Regions from separate parts of the Mus musculus genome. Here regions 1, 3 and 4 are each linked to region 2. Evidence: chromatin contacts called from public Hi-C and HiChIP or PLAC-seq data. All regions are on one chromosome and are shown on one strand. Each heading gives the region's core, a stretch centred on a gene start, on an enhancer-like site or on the middle of the called end of the contact. The rest is flanking DNA. Distances are from core to core; before and after follow the strand shown.

Evidence for each region. HiChIP or PLAC-seq counts read pairs in DNA pulled down with a chosen protein or histone mark. Hi-C and Micro-C count contacts between places; a contact is called where the count stands out from the background.
Region 1: a contact with region 2 is called in a Hi-C map of the N1E-115 cell line, with 11 times the contacts expected there. The contact joins the promoter of Col24a1 here to the promoter of Znhit6 in region 2. A contact is called at or near these places in 4 of 39 promoter capture datasets (the 3T3-L1 cell line, hippocampal neurons and maxillary cranial neural crest), 1 of 15 datasets of contacts at CTCF or cohesin (the NIH/3T3 cell line), 5 of 484 Hi-C or Micro-C datasets (the N1E-115 cell line, cortical neurons, embryonic fibroblasts and 1 more) and 1 of 9 other capture datasets (adipose tissue).
Region 3: a contact with region 2 is called in a CTCF HiChIP or PLAC-seq map of the NIH/3T3 cell line, with 8 read pairs. The contact joins the enhancer-like site here to the promoter of Znhit6 in region 2. A contact is called at or near these places in 2 of 39 promoter capture datasets (the SN4741 cell line and embryonic stem cells), 1 of 15 datasets of contacts at CTCF or cohesin (the NIH/3T3 cell line), 2 of 484 Hi-C or Micro-C datasets (embryonic fibroblasts and embryonic stem cells), 12 of 115 datasets of contacts at active chromatin or transcription factors (the NIH/3T3 cell line, astrocytes, cardiomyocytes and 8 more) and 3 of 9 other capture datasets (adipose tissue, embryonic stem cells and pancreatic islet).
Region 4: a contact with region 2 is called in a Hi-C map of adipose-derived mesenchymal stem cells, with 2.2 times the contacts expected there. The contact joins the enhancer-like site here to the promoter of Znhit6 in region 2. A contact is called at or near these places in 2 of 39 promoter capture datasets (both in the 3T3-L1 cell line), 1 of 484 Hi-C or Micro-C datasets (adipose-derived mesenchymal stem cells) and 1 of 115 datasets of contacts at active chromatin or transcription factors (pancreatic cancer cells).

What each region holds. Positions count from the first base shown.
Region 1 is chr3:145,291,084-145,293,783 of GRCm38.p6, reverse strand. It overlaps Col24a1 (collagen, type XXIV, alpha 1), which reads right to left and starts at 1,312. Exons shown (of 60, transcript NM_027770.3): 1 at 621-1,312. The coding sequence starts at 676.
Region 2 is chr3:145,574,796-145,577,495 of GRCm38.p6, reverse strand. Znhit6 (zinc finger, HIT type 6) reads right to left here and starts at 1,288. Exons shown (of 10, transcript NM_001081094.1): 1 at 500-1,288. The coding sequence starts at 1,128.
Region 3 is chr3:145,884,096-145,886,795 of GRCm38.p6, reverse strand. All of the region lies in intron 4 of Ddah1 (dimethylarginine dimethylaminohydrolase 1), which reads right to left. The region is part of intron 1 of Gm35187 (a long non-coding RNA gene); the gene reads left to right. Among named protein-coding and RNA genes, the nearest start is that of Gm35187, 5.2 kb to the left of the region's middle. Within about 2 kb of position 1,290, at least 91 of the 459 cell types and tissues checked have an H3K27ac peak or open chromatin away from gene starts, as enhancers often do. A contact at or near this core is called in the NIH/3T3 cell line, adipose tissue, astrocytes and 4 more, where this site is marked.
Region 4 is chr3:145,196,823-145,199,522 of GRCm38.p6, reverse strand. No RefSeq gene overlaps it. Among named protein-coding and RNA genes, the nearest start is that of Odf2l, 80 kb to the right of the region's middle. Within about 2 kb of position 1,267, at least 19 of the 459 cell types and tissues checked have an H3K27ac peak or open chromatin away from gene starts, as enhancers often do. A contact at or near this core is called in adipose-derived mesenchymal stem cells and pancreatic cancer cells, where this site is marked.

The DNA.
Region 1 (2,700 bases), core at 63-2,562, 280 kb after region 2:
GCTAGCTACAACTCCAGATGCGAGAGTTATGTCTGTTGGTCTTCTAAAAAAACAGAGAAAGAATTAAAAGAGGTGACCCCCTCAGATCCTCCGGCTTTCTGGGCTCTGTAGATAGGCATCCTTTCTCACCACCTAAATTTAACCCCAATCCTGTGCTTGCGGAATCCACAGGATTGCTGGTGTCCTAGCAGTCATCCAGGCTGGGTGCCCCAGACAGCTGGAAGTAGGACTTCAGCCAAAACTGAAAGAGGAAAAGGGGAGGGGGTGAGAGGATAGTTGGAGTTAGAGCCCAGGCGGGTGTCAGAGCGGCTCTGCAACCGCCTGGGGCAGTGGCCGAGGGGATGTTGGGACACAGGCCAGCAAGCTTTTCCTCCTCAGCCACAGGATTGCTTTAGCATAAACTGAGACTCGCTGGCAGAAGCTTGCTTCCTTTCAAACACGGTATTTTACAAGTTGAGAAGTCAAGAGGAGGAGGATGCCACGGCAGCTCGCAGGCTCCCTACTCCAAAAGGTACCAAGGAGCACAGATCTCCAGCTCCACTGCGGATTCAGTGGGTGGTGAGAGGGGGTTTGGTCTAAAGCCCCTTCCTCCCCCCTCGGGCGGCGGGTGGGCTACTTACGTTTCTGTGGTGGGGGAGACCTTTCCATGCCTTGTCCTGTAGGCTCCTAAATGCATTTGTATGCATTTGTCCCTGCAGCAAAGCACTAACGGAAAACAGAAGCCAGCTCCGAACTGCTAAAGGTGCAGGTACTGTCCATGAAAAGGGGGAAAATCACATGAGAACCATGCTCCTACCCGCAGAACGGAGTGTAGGGTGGGGTAAGGGATGAAGCAGTATGGGGGTAGGAAGCAGCACCCAGGGAGAAAGATAGCTAGGATGCTCCCTGCCTGACTGCAGCCGGGGTCGCTCTCCCCTGGGGGGACCAGAGGTGAGAGAGACTTCACCCTGAGGCAGTTGGGAGCAGCGGCAACAGCCAGAGCTAGGTTTCCAGAGCAGCCCTGGAGTTCACTTGCGGTTCAAAGGAGACTCCGTGACTCCAGAAGAGCTCTCTGCTTTGGGCCTGGGAGGAGAAAGGCGGGGTGGGAGGTGGGGGTGGGAAGAAGGAGATGAAAGTAGGGGAGGAAGTCCTTGGGAGCAGCCTGCGCCCAAACATTTGTCAAACAAGCACACACACCCACTTGGGAAATCAAGTTGGTGCCGAGGGGGCCGGTGGCAACTGCAGGCGCTTGACTGCCGGCTGCTTCGCCTGGAAGAAGAGGAGCCTAGTAAATCCGGCTGGTGTTAAATTTCACCGCGCACTGACTTGCAATGACGTCACTAAACACGGAGCACACCTCCCCCTCTGCCCCGCAACCTTCTTCCACCCCAGAGCTGCCCCCAGCTGCCCTGGTCCACCAACCTAGCAGGGTCAGGCTGGGCTAGCTGCACCCTGAGCTCTCAAGTGACCTTTTGCCACCCCTTGAGATGTACCCACTTCCTAGCTGTAGGTGATTTGGGGTCACTCCTTCCTCTCTCTCCCTGTACCAGTGGGTTCTCATTTCATGTGTGTCTCTTGCATGCCTCTCCATCCATCAGGCTTTTTCTTTACTATCTTTCTTCACACCTGGGATCCTCCTGAGCTCAGCTAATTTTTTATTCCTTTCCCTGCTTGGGGGGGGGGGGGTCCCAGTGGTCTTAGTAATGAAGCAGACCGGCTTCCGTTGTTGTTGCCTGTCTCTTTCTCCATTAACTGCCCTTCCCATATACTATCTCTAGTGACTTTCCTGTAATTCACCTTTCCACTTAGTCCCTGGGCCTGACTCTGTTACAAGTCTAGATTCGTACTGTGCACTCATGCAAGGACCTGCTATCACACAGCCTTACAACTTACACCTCTGATTGCTGTGACAGGCTTTCAGTCTGAGTTCCTATTTTCAGTCTTTTAATACTGGAAAGTCGAGCTTATGAATTTGCTCATAATAAAAACACTAAATATTCTCATCTAATTTTTCTGACTGATGTTTGTAAATTTAGTGAGACCCACATCTATCTATTCTTTGGCTGTCTGTTATGCTTTTAGCACCTACAACCACGTGACGTGTCTACTGAGGGAGGACCGTGTGTGACAATACCCTTTCTCTACAGTTTCTACTCTCTGCATCCTCAGCTAATGGTCTTTCCATTTGCTGAGCAGGAGCCCGCCTTGGGGCAACAGTGAAGGTTAAAGTCCAACAATGCAAAAATCTGATATTACTCTCATACCATATTTTTTCTCTAGGACTGGACTTTGATCTGCCTTCCTCTTTAATTGCTAACTGTTGATTTTGCAATGATGCTTCATTGATAGAAAAGTAACAAAATATTGGCATTCTTATAGATCCTTTCTCTGTCATGCCTCAAGTTCCCTGTAGAAACTTCTCTGCAGAGTAGGTGTGTACACCCATCAATGCATTGACAGTGGATTCTGTTTCCAAGGAACAGACTATGAAAATGTAGATCAAAGTCGAACTTATAAACCTATGTGCAGAACCACAGGAGACAGAACTCAAAGCACAGTGTAACAACTGAAATGTAAGAGCATCATACAGTATCAGCACTGTCCTAGGTAGATGTACACTTCATTTATCCTCTAAATAAATCCTTTATAATAGCCATTGACTTTTATCTCCATTATACAAAGGAGGAAATTAAGTCAGGAAGAAGTTAAATCCCCTAAGAT
Region 2 (2,700 bases), core at 39-2,538:
ACCTGGTACCAGTCAGTTCTATCAGCTCAAGGAGTTTGAGACTGAATCTGACCACAATCTGATCTTCTGTACTGTCACATGAGCACATTAAAGAGACTACATCCAAGAAACGAACATTCATAGGAGCCCGGAATAAATTCAAGAGTAAGTTGACATGTGTCTATTAGTCTACCCACTTGCTGGTTTTTGGTTTATATTGGATGGCGCCTCTAATCCTATTCTCTCTAAAAGAAAGACTGCGAAAGCGTTTCTTATTTAACAAGCTCTGGCTCCACAAAGGCCTTCTGATGCCCAGAATTTTCACTCCCTAACCTGGCCATACCCTTCTGGACACAGTCACATCACACTGTGTCCTCGAAAGCGTCACGCCCAACCTGAACTTCACCACTCAGACTTCAGGGACCCACGTCACGCCTGGTTTAACTTACCTCACTTTCTGCTGTTAAGGACTCGTCCACCCAGTAGTCTATTTCCCATCTGGGTTTTCTCCCCGCCCTACCTTGACAGAGCCAATTTCCTCTTGCTGCCCACTCGGGGGTTCATCTGGGGCTCTTCCTTCACCTTCGCGTCTTCCATCGCTTCGCTCTTGAGGGAACCCTCTTCTTTTATAGGCGCTGCATCCATCACTTGCTCTTCCTTTACGTTCTGACCAACAAACAACTCCTGTTTTATGGTCAAGTCCTCCTCCTTCACTTCTTCCCAGTCCGTCACCTCCTCCTTCACCTTCACCTTCTCTTCCTTCACTTCTGGCTCATCCACCTCCTCTTCTTTCACCACCAGGCTACTATCCGCCTCCTGCTTCACTTCCAACACGCCTTTCTCATCCTTCACCTCGGGCCCGCCCTCCACCTCCTGCTTCACCCACTGGCTGTCCGCAACACCACTGTCTAAATCCGACCAGTCTACTACTTCCTGCTTCACCACAGCTAAGTCCATCTTTATCTCCTCCGCATCCTCCGTGGTCTTAGTTCCTGCCAGTCCGTTCCTCTCCTCTCCATCGCCAGCTTCTGGGCTCCCGTCTAAGTCCCTGGCTCCCTCCCCACCAGCCGCAGGCCTCGGCCGCGCCCCCTCCGCTACCCTCTGGGAACCTCCTCCCGGAGTCCCTTCCTTCTCAGCTGCAGATTCCATGAGCTCACGAGCCTAGGCCGAAGCTGCCACTCCGTTCTTCACGGTGGCACCACCAAGCCAATAAGAGAGATTACCAAACGAACCGCCGACAGCGCCACACGTGCAGCAAAGCAGCCGCGGCAAGCTCTGCACGCCTGCGGGAAGCCGAGCTAGCCGTAAAGCAGCTGTTCCGGCCACGACTCTTCACGACGTGTAGCGTTCTTTACGGCACGGCGGCTTTCCGGCCCCACTCCTTAAAGCCAGGTGAGACCACGCCCACCAGGACTCCCACCCAGGGGCGGGGATCTTGCCACATCCTTTCTCAGGCGCTGAAACTGCTGTCTTGGGAACTGGAATTATTGTCTCAAATAAGTGACCCACTTTAATCAGTATTAAGGATTAATTCTAATAATGCATGGCAATAGATACAGACTCCCATGTTCCTCCAAAGTTTAGACTGTATAAAGCGGTGGTTCGTAACCTTACCAGTGGTGTGGATCTTTATGTTCCTCATGTTGTGGTGACCTCCAACCATAAAGTTATTTTTGTGTCTACTTCATAACTATAATTTTGCTACTGTTATGAATCGTACTATAAATACTCCTGGGGGGTGGGTGGAGAGGGGGAGCAGAGGTTTAGCAAAGAGGTCGCGACCCACAGGTTGAGAACCGTTGGTCTAAGGTTTCTTCACTGTATACTAGGGACCAGGACATCCAAAAACGCCTTTAATCCTAGCATTTAGAAGCCAGAGGCAGGAGGATCTCTGTAACCTTCAAGGCTAGCCTGGTCTACATAGTAAGTTCCTAGGGTCAGGGCTGTTTCAAAAACAAAACAAATAGGAGAAGGAAAAAGAGGAAGGGGAGGAGAGACACTCTCATCTGCTCCCACAAAGATTACATGAAACTATGCATGGGAACCAACTACAAAAAGATCTACAGCCGGCAACTGAAACGCTGGCTGTCACAGGGTAATTGTAGCCCCTAATATCCGTATAGTGAAGCACTATACCCCAATACCTCAGAATTTTGACTATATTCGAAGACAAGGCTTTTAAGGGCATAACACTTAAAATAAGGCCTTTGGCTGGGCCCTAGCCCAATCTGACTGGTGGTTTTTTGTTTTTGTTTTTTTGTTTTTTGTTTTTTTTTTTTTTTTGTTTTTTTTTTTTTTGTTTTTCGAGACAGGGTTTCTCTGTATAGCCCTGGCTATCCTGGAACTCACTTTGTAGACCAGACTGGCCTCGAACTCAGAAATCCACCTGCCTCTGCCTCCCGAGTGCTGGGATTAAAGGCACGCGCCACCACGCCCAGCTCTGACTGGTGTGTTTAATAAGAGGGAATTTGCATATAAGTGGGATGGATGCACGTAGAGAAGGGTACTGAAATGTGAGAAGTCATCGGTTTGCCAACCAGGGAAGCCTAAAAAGGCAGAATCTCTGACCTTTGACTTTTTCTATAGCTTCTTGAAATTTGAGAAAACAAAAAAAAATGTCTATTCACCCCAGGAAGGAACTGACAACAGACCAAAGGATTCCACTCAAGTCCAACTTGGTGAGCTGGTGATTGTATTGAGGTTATTTACAGAAGTGTCATT
Region 3 (2,700 bases), core at 41-2,540, 310 kb before region 2:
TGTGCTGTTATTGACTGGTGAGATGGTTTGCCATTCACTTATAGCTGCGTCCAGGACACACACACACACACACACACACACACACACACACACACACACACGATACAGTGAATTTGCTGTTTAGAGGCGGGTGAATGGTGCAGGGATCACAACTCTTCATGGTGTGTTCTTATATGTGTGCATTTCTGTGTGTGTGTGTGTCTGTGTATTCATATAGATGCGTGAGTGTGTATGTGTGTATGTATGTGTGTGCATTTGTGTGGCAATGGTGTGTGCATGTGTGTTACCAAAAGGATGAACTGACACTGGGCACCCTGGCAGGATAACACTTCAAAGGGCCCAGGCTCCCGGAGAACAAGCAGAGGTGACAGTAACCGACAGGCTTTCTCTTCCCTTCTTGGACACTCAGTCTTGGGGAAAGATGAACATGATCCTAAGCATCCCAAGAATGTGACTGCTGGGCTGACTTCCAGGATTTTCCTTTTCTTAAGAAGGATGGAGGAAGTGGCTTTGTTCCAGAGTTCTTGGTAAAATGTCTGTGTAGCAGTAAGGACTGAACTTCCTGCTTGTCATAGCACCCAGCACCAAAACGGAAGCAGAAAGCACCTAAACTCTCTCTGTGCGTCAGCAAATTCCTCCTGGAGCAGCTTCCTCTGTATCCCCAGAGGCCTCAGGTTCAACTGGGAAAAGTCCACCTAAGTGCCACGCTATCCAGCCTGTGGGGGGTGGGGGTGGGGAAGATTTCAGAGGCAGGCTACATTCCAAATGTTGTCTCTGACTTTTGTCAGTGGAATTATTATTCTACTTTGAGTAACCAAATCAGAATGGTGATAATTGGGTCTGGAAGCTATTGATGTCTGGACCAACTCAACAGGCTTCACAGAGTGCCTGTCCCCTTGGGGCCAGCCACAAGGACCAAGTCAGGTGGTATGCAAATAGACAGATGCAAGGATATTCTAAGTGTTGCCTGCTGGAGGTGACAATCTGTAATTCAAGCATGGTGCCAAGCATGGGGAGGGTGGAGTCTACCTCTCTTATCGCAGGCACCTTCTTAACCCAGAAGGCACACAGTCCTAGAGAGAAAGGGGCTCTGGGCATCTCTGGGGCCACAGCAGCATCCTTGGATCTCTCAAAGCTGCTTTCTTGGAGGGCCTGGCCTGGCTCCCCTGAGTGGAGTTGCCACAAAGCAATGGGAACCAGTGGGAACACGCTGGCTTTCAGCCTGACACTCTATGCACAGCCAGTCACATTAAGCAGGCATTTCCGGCTGTTTCCCACATTTCTGGGAATTTTCTCATTGAAAGGATTGGAAGGCAGCCCTATTCTTCTGCTTCTTACTCATGCCTTCTTTGTATTACAGCAATTACATTAAAAAAAAAATCCTGGGCCGAGTGGTTGGACAGAACAACTTAAGGCTTAATTGGTCAAATACTGAGGCAAAGAGATAAAGAAGGCATTTAAAGATGGTTAGGAAATATTCCAAGCACATTTTTGGCTTGCTCATAATTGATCTTTCCATGATAGATATGTATGTACCCATCTTAACACAGTAAAATGAAATCAATATTAAAAGCAAGTAATTATAGACTCCACCAAGAGATACAGGACCCAACGCACAATCACTTCTCATTGCTACTAGGTAGCTGAAATAACTCTTTATTGGTTTATCATGCATCAGGAGTTTTATTGAAAGCCTAGCAATATATGGCAGTCTCCAAATCCTGGCCATCCTTTTAGGGCTCAGCCAGTATAACTGGATAATATTATAAATTGCTAACATGGCTTCACATTTCATGGGCTCTCACAGCTGGGCTTGGAATGAACACATTCTGAGAGCCATGTCTCTAGTTAAATAAATGACTGTACTGAGGATTAGAACCCGAGCGAGCTCTCTACCATGAAGCTAGGTCTCCTGTCCGCGGCTGTGTGCCATGTTTGCTTGTTTTTGAGACAGGCTCTCATCTCATAACTTTTGCTGTTCTACTCGCGGTGACCTGTCTGCATCTGTAAAGTGCTGGCAATAAAGCTGTGTGACACCACACTTGGCTTGGATGTGTGTTATTTTATTTTGTTTTATTTTAATATTTTGAGTCAGGGTTTCTCTGTGTAGTCCTGGAAATTCACTCTGCAGACCAGCCTGGCCTCAAACTCAGGCATCAGCCTGCCTCTGCCTCCCAAGTGCTGGGATTAAGGACATGCACCACCACCTGACTTCAGATATGTAATACGTATATACACACATATATACACATATATGTATATGTATATATGTACATGTATATATGAGTACACTGTAGCTGTCTTCAGACACACCACCAGAAGAGGGCATCATATCCCATTACAGATTGTGAGCCACCATGTGGTTGCTGGGAGTTGAACTCAGGACCTCTGGAAGTGGTCAGTGTTCTTAACCACGGAGCCATCTCTCCAGCTCCCAGATGTGTATTTTTATAAATAATATTTTTTACTCATTCTTTGAGGATTTCCTAGTAGTATACAATGTGTTTTGGTTACATCCATCTCCACACCCCTCTTCCACCTTTTCCCCAACACGCTCCTCTTCGAATTTTACTTTATTTCGAAAAAATATAGACCCCACCAAATCCAATTGGTGCTACCCATATGGGCATGAGTGTGGAGCCAACCACTGGATCATGGGCTACCTCCCAACGGCCACTCTCAAAGAAAAATGACTCTTCA
Region 4 (2,700 bases), core at 18-2,517, 380 kb after region 2:
TGTTTAATTTGGAAAGAAAAAGAGAAGCTAATGATTTTTGTTTAAGTCACTCAGTTAAGGGAATTCCATGTAACTCGGTATTCCCGCATGCTTTTAATTTGGCCTAGTGCTATTTGCCTTAGTTTGTGTTTGCTCCTTCAGGGTGAGTCCTTAAAAGTGATGTTTTTTTTTTTAAATTTAAAATGGTAACTTTTATTTAAAATCCTAATGATTGCCCTAAAACAAAGCAAAAGCAAAACAAAAGAAGCAAGCAACAGTTTAGCTCAGCGACAGTGAATTTAATATCCAAAACATAGTGTCTACGAGAAAGTCCATTTTACTGAAGAGCTTGCCCTTTTTTATTTCGTGTGTACAGATTCAGAGTCCTACCCAAATGTTAGTTTGTTATTTTATTATTAACTATCTTAAATAATGCTGCTTGGCAAAATAACTCCTGGAAAATGGCTTTTAAGAACTGTAGTGAGGAGAAAATGATTCTATTTTACATTAGAACATAAGTGATTGAAAGAGCATTGTGCAAACTATGAACTAATATGTAAGAAGAGCTAAGAAAAAGCGGTTGGCATTCTCCCTCTTTGACTGCTCTGAAGTCTGAAGGAATTATGGGATGTTCTTAGGTCAGGGACCAGTGAAAGTGAATCCAGTTCAAAGGAGAGCAGAAAACTGCACAAGGGGCCATTTTATGAAATACAGTGTTTGCAGTAGTGTCCTTATTAAAACAGCAGATGTCTTATGGTCATTATGGTGATGGTATCATACCAAAACAATTCTATGATAAGCTAGTTGGTTACCAAGACATCTGAAGACTCTCTTTGTCTATAAACAGACTTCCTGCTACTGATCAATCAAATGTCCCTGCGGGGTGAGGAGAAAACATGGACTTCACATTCTCCGGATACTGTCAGATGTTCAGTATAACGAAGTTCTTAAGCAAAAATATATCACCACTTTCAAGATAGAAACCAAAGTTCCAGAGACGTTAACTTGACTAAAGATTGTAGTTAGTTGAATTAATAAAAGGATCAAAGTATTGTATCATATAAATAAGCTACCCTATAAGAAACAGACCTGAAATGTGAATTTTTAATACATGTGAAGATGTTGACCTTGCCAGAAATCCCCAGGCCCTGACTTCTTCCACAAGAGGGTCTGCAGAGCACACGGATAATTCCATAGAATGAGTCTACGATTCTGCATTCTCCAGAGGATAAATAGTCAGTCATTCTGTATGACTCAGAAAAATGCAAATGGACCAGCTTCTGCAAAAGCCTGCCCTTGATGCAAGCCTGGGACAGACCACAGCCAGCATGGCTGACCACAAATATTAGACAGTGCATGCCAGTGGCTTCTTCTGAAAAGATACAGCTTTTCCTAGCTGCTCAGTGTTTCCAATAAGGAACACCCTTAAAGGGAACAATATATAAACACAAAAATAATTTTTCATTTAGCATAAACCAAAATATATGCAAAAATAATATTAATAATATTACTATTAGACTATATAAGAATTTAAGGGAAAGGGGCTTATGGAATGATAGAATATATAGTTCACAAAGATTTCTTGTGCCATGTAATATTAGTACCAAATTAACTATTAGAAGACAAGGATATTTAAATATTAAAATAAATGCATTTATATAAAACTTATATAATTTATGTAAATTATATAATTATATTTATGTAGAAATGAATATATTATAAATATGCATCTTACAGAAACAGAACATATTATTCTTTTGAGTATATTTGATTATATAGTTGGCTACCAAAAAGGGCCCCAAACAAAAAACATTAATATAGAGAGCAGAAAATTTCCAGGCATTACTTTATTATTGTAAGCTTTTATTAAATGTGTTATTAAAATAACACTTTCATTAAAAATGATTGAAATTATTTAACTTTAAATATCTTAAAAAGAATGCTCAAATAACTCAGAAGAAAGTAGAAGCCAGACATGAAAAAAAGATGTTTACAAAGGATCAATACTCCTTACAGCTACATTTATAACACATCAAAAGTGGGAGCATCCCAGATCTTTAACAGGTAACTAGAATAACCACAGTGTGTCCGGACCAACACCGGGAAACTACTTGGCAATACAGTAGAGTGAAGCACTGAGCTATGTCACAATATGGATAATCTCAAGAGTGTATTGTGTCCAAGAAGCCCGGCATAATGAATATGTACTATTGATCCCATGCATGCAAAATTCAAGAACAGACAACTCTGGGATGCCAGGAAGCAGGCCACTCGATCCCTAACAGGGCACAGGACGAAACTATTCAGGGTGATGGCTGTGTATTTGATTGAGGTGAGAAGCATGGTATAAGTAAATACCATGCGTATAAGGCTAATTAGTATATGTATAATTATCATAGACATGTATAATTAGTGATTTTTACAGGTGGCAAACATACTGTTTGAGCATACAGCAGCTGAATGTGGTGCTTTGAATAGGGATGGCCACCACAGATATAGATTTCAATAAGGTCATTAGTGAGAGGCACTATTTGACAGGGATTACAATGTGTAGCTTTGCTGGAGTAAGTAGGTGTGGCCTTGCTGGAGGAGGTGTGGCCTTGTTGGAGGAGGTATGTCACTGGGCGTGGGCTTTGGGGTTTCAAATGCTAAAGCCAGGCCAAGTATGTGTCCCTCTCTTCCTGAGCCTACAAATCCTGCTTAATAGAACTCTCAGTTCCT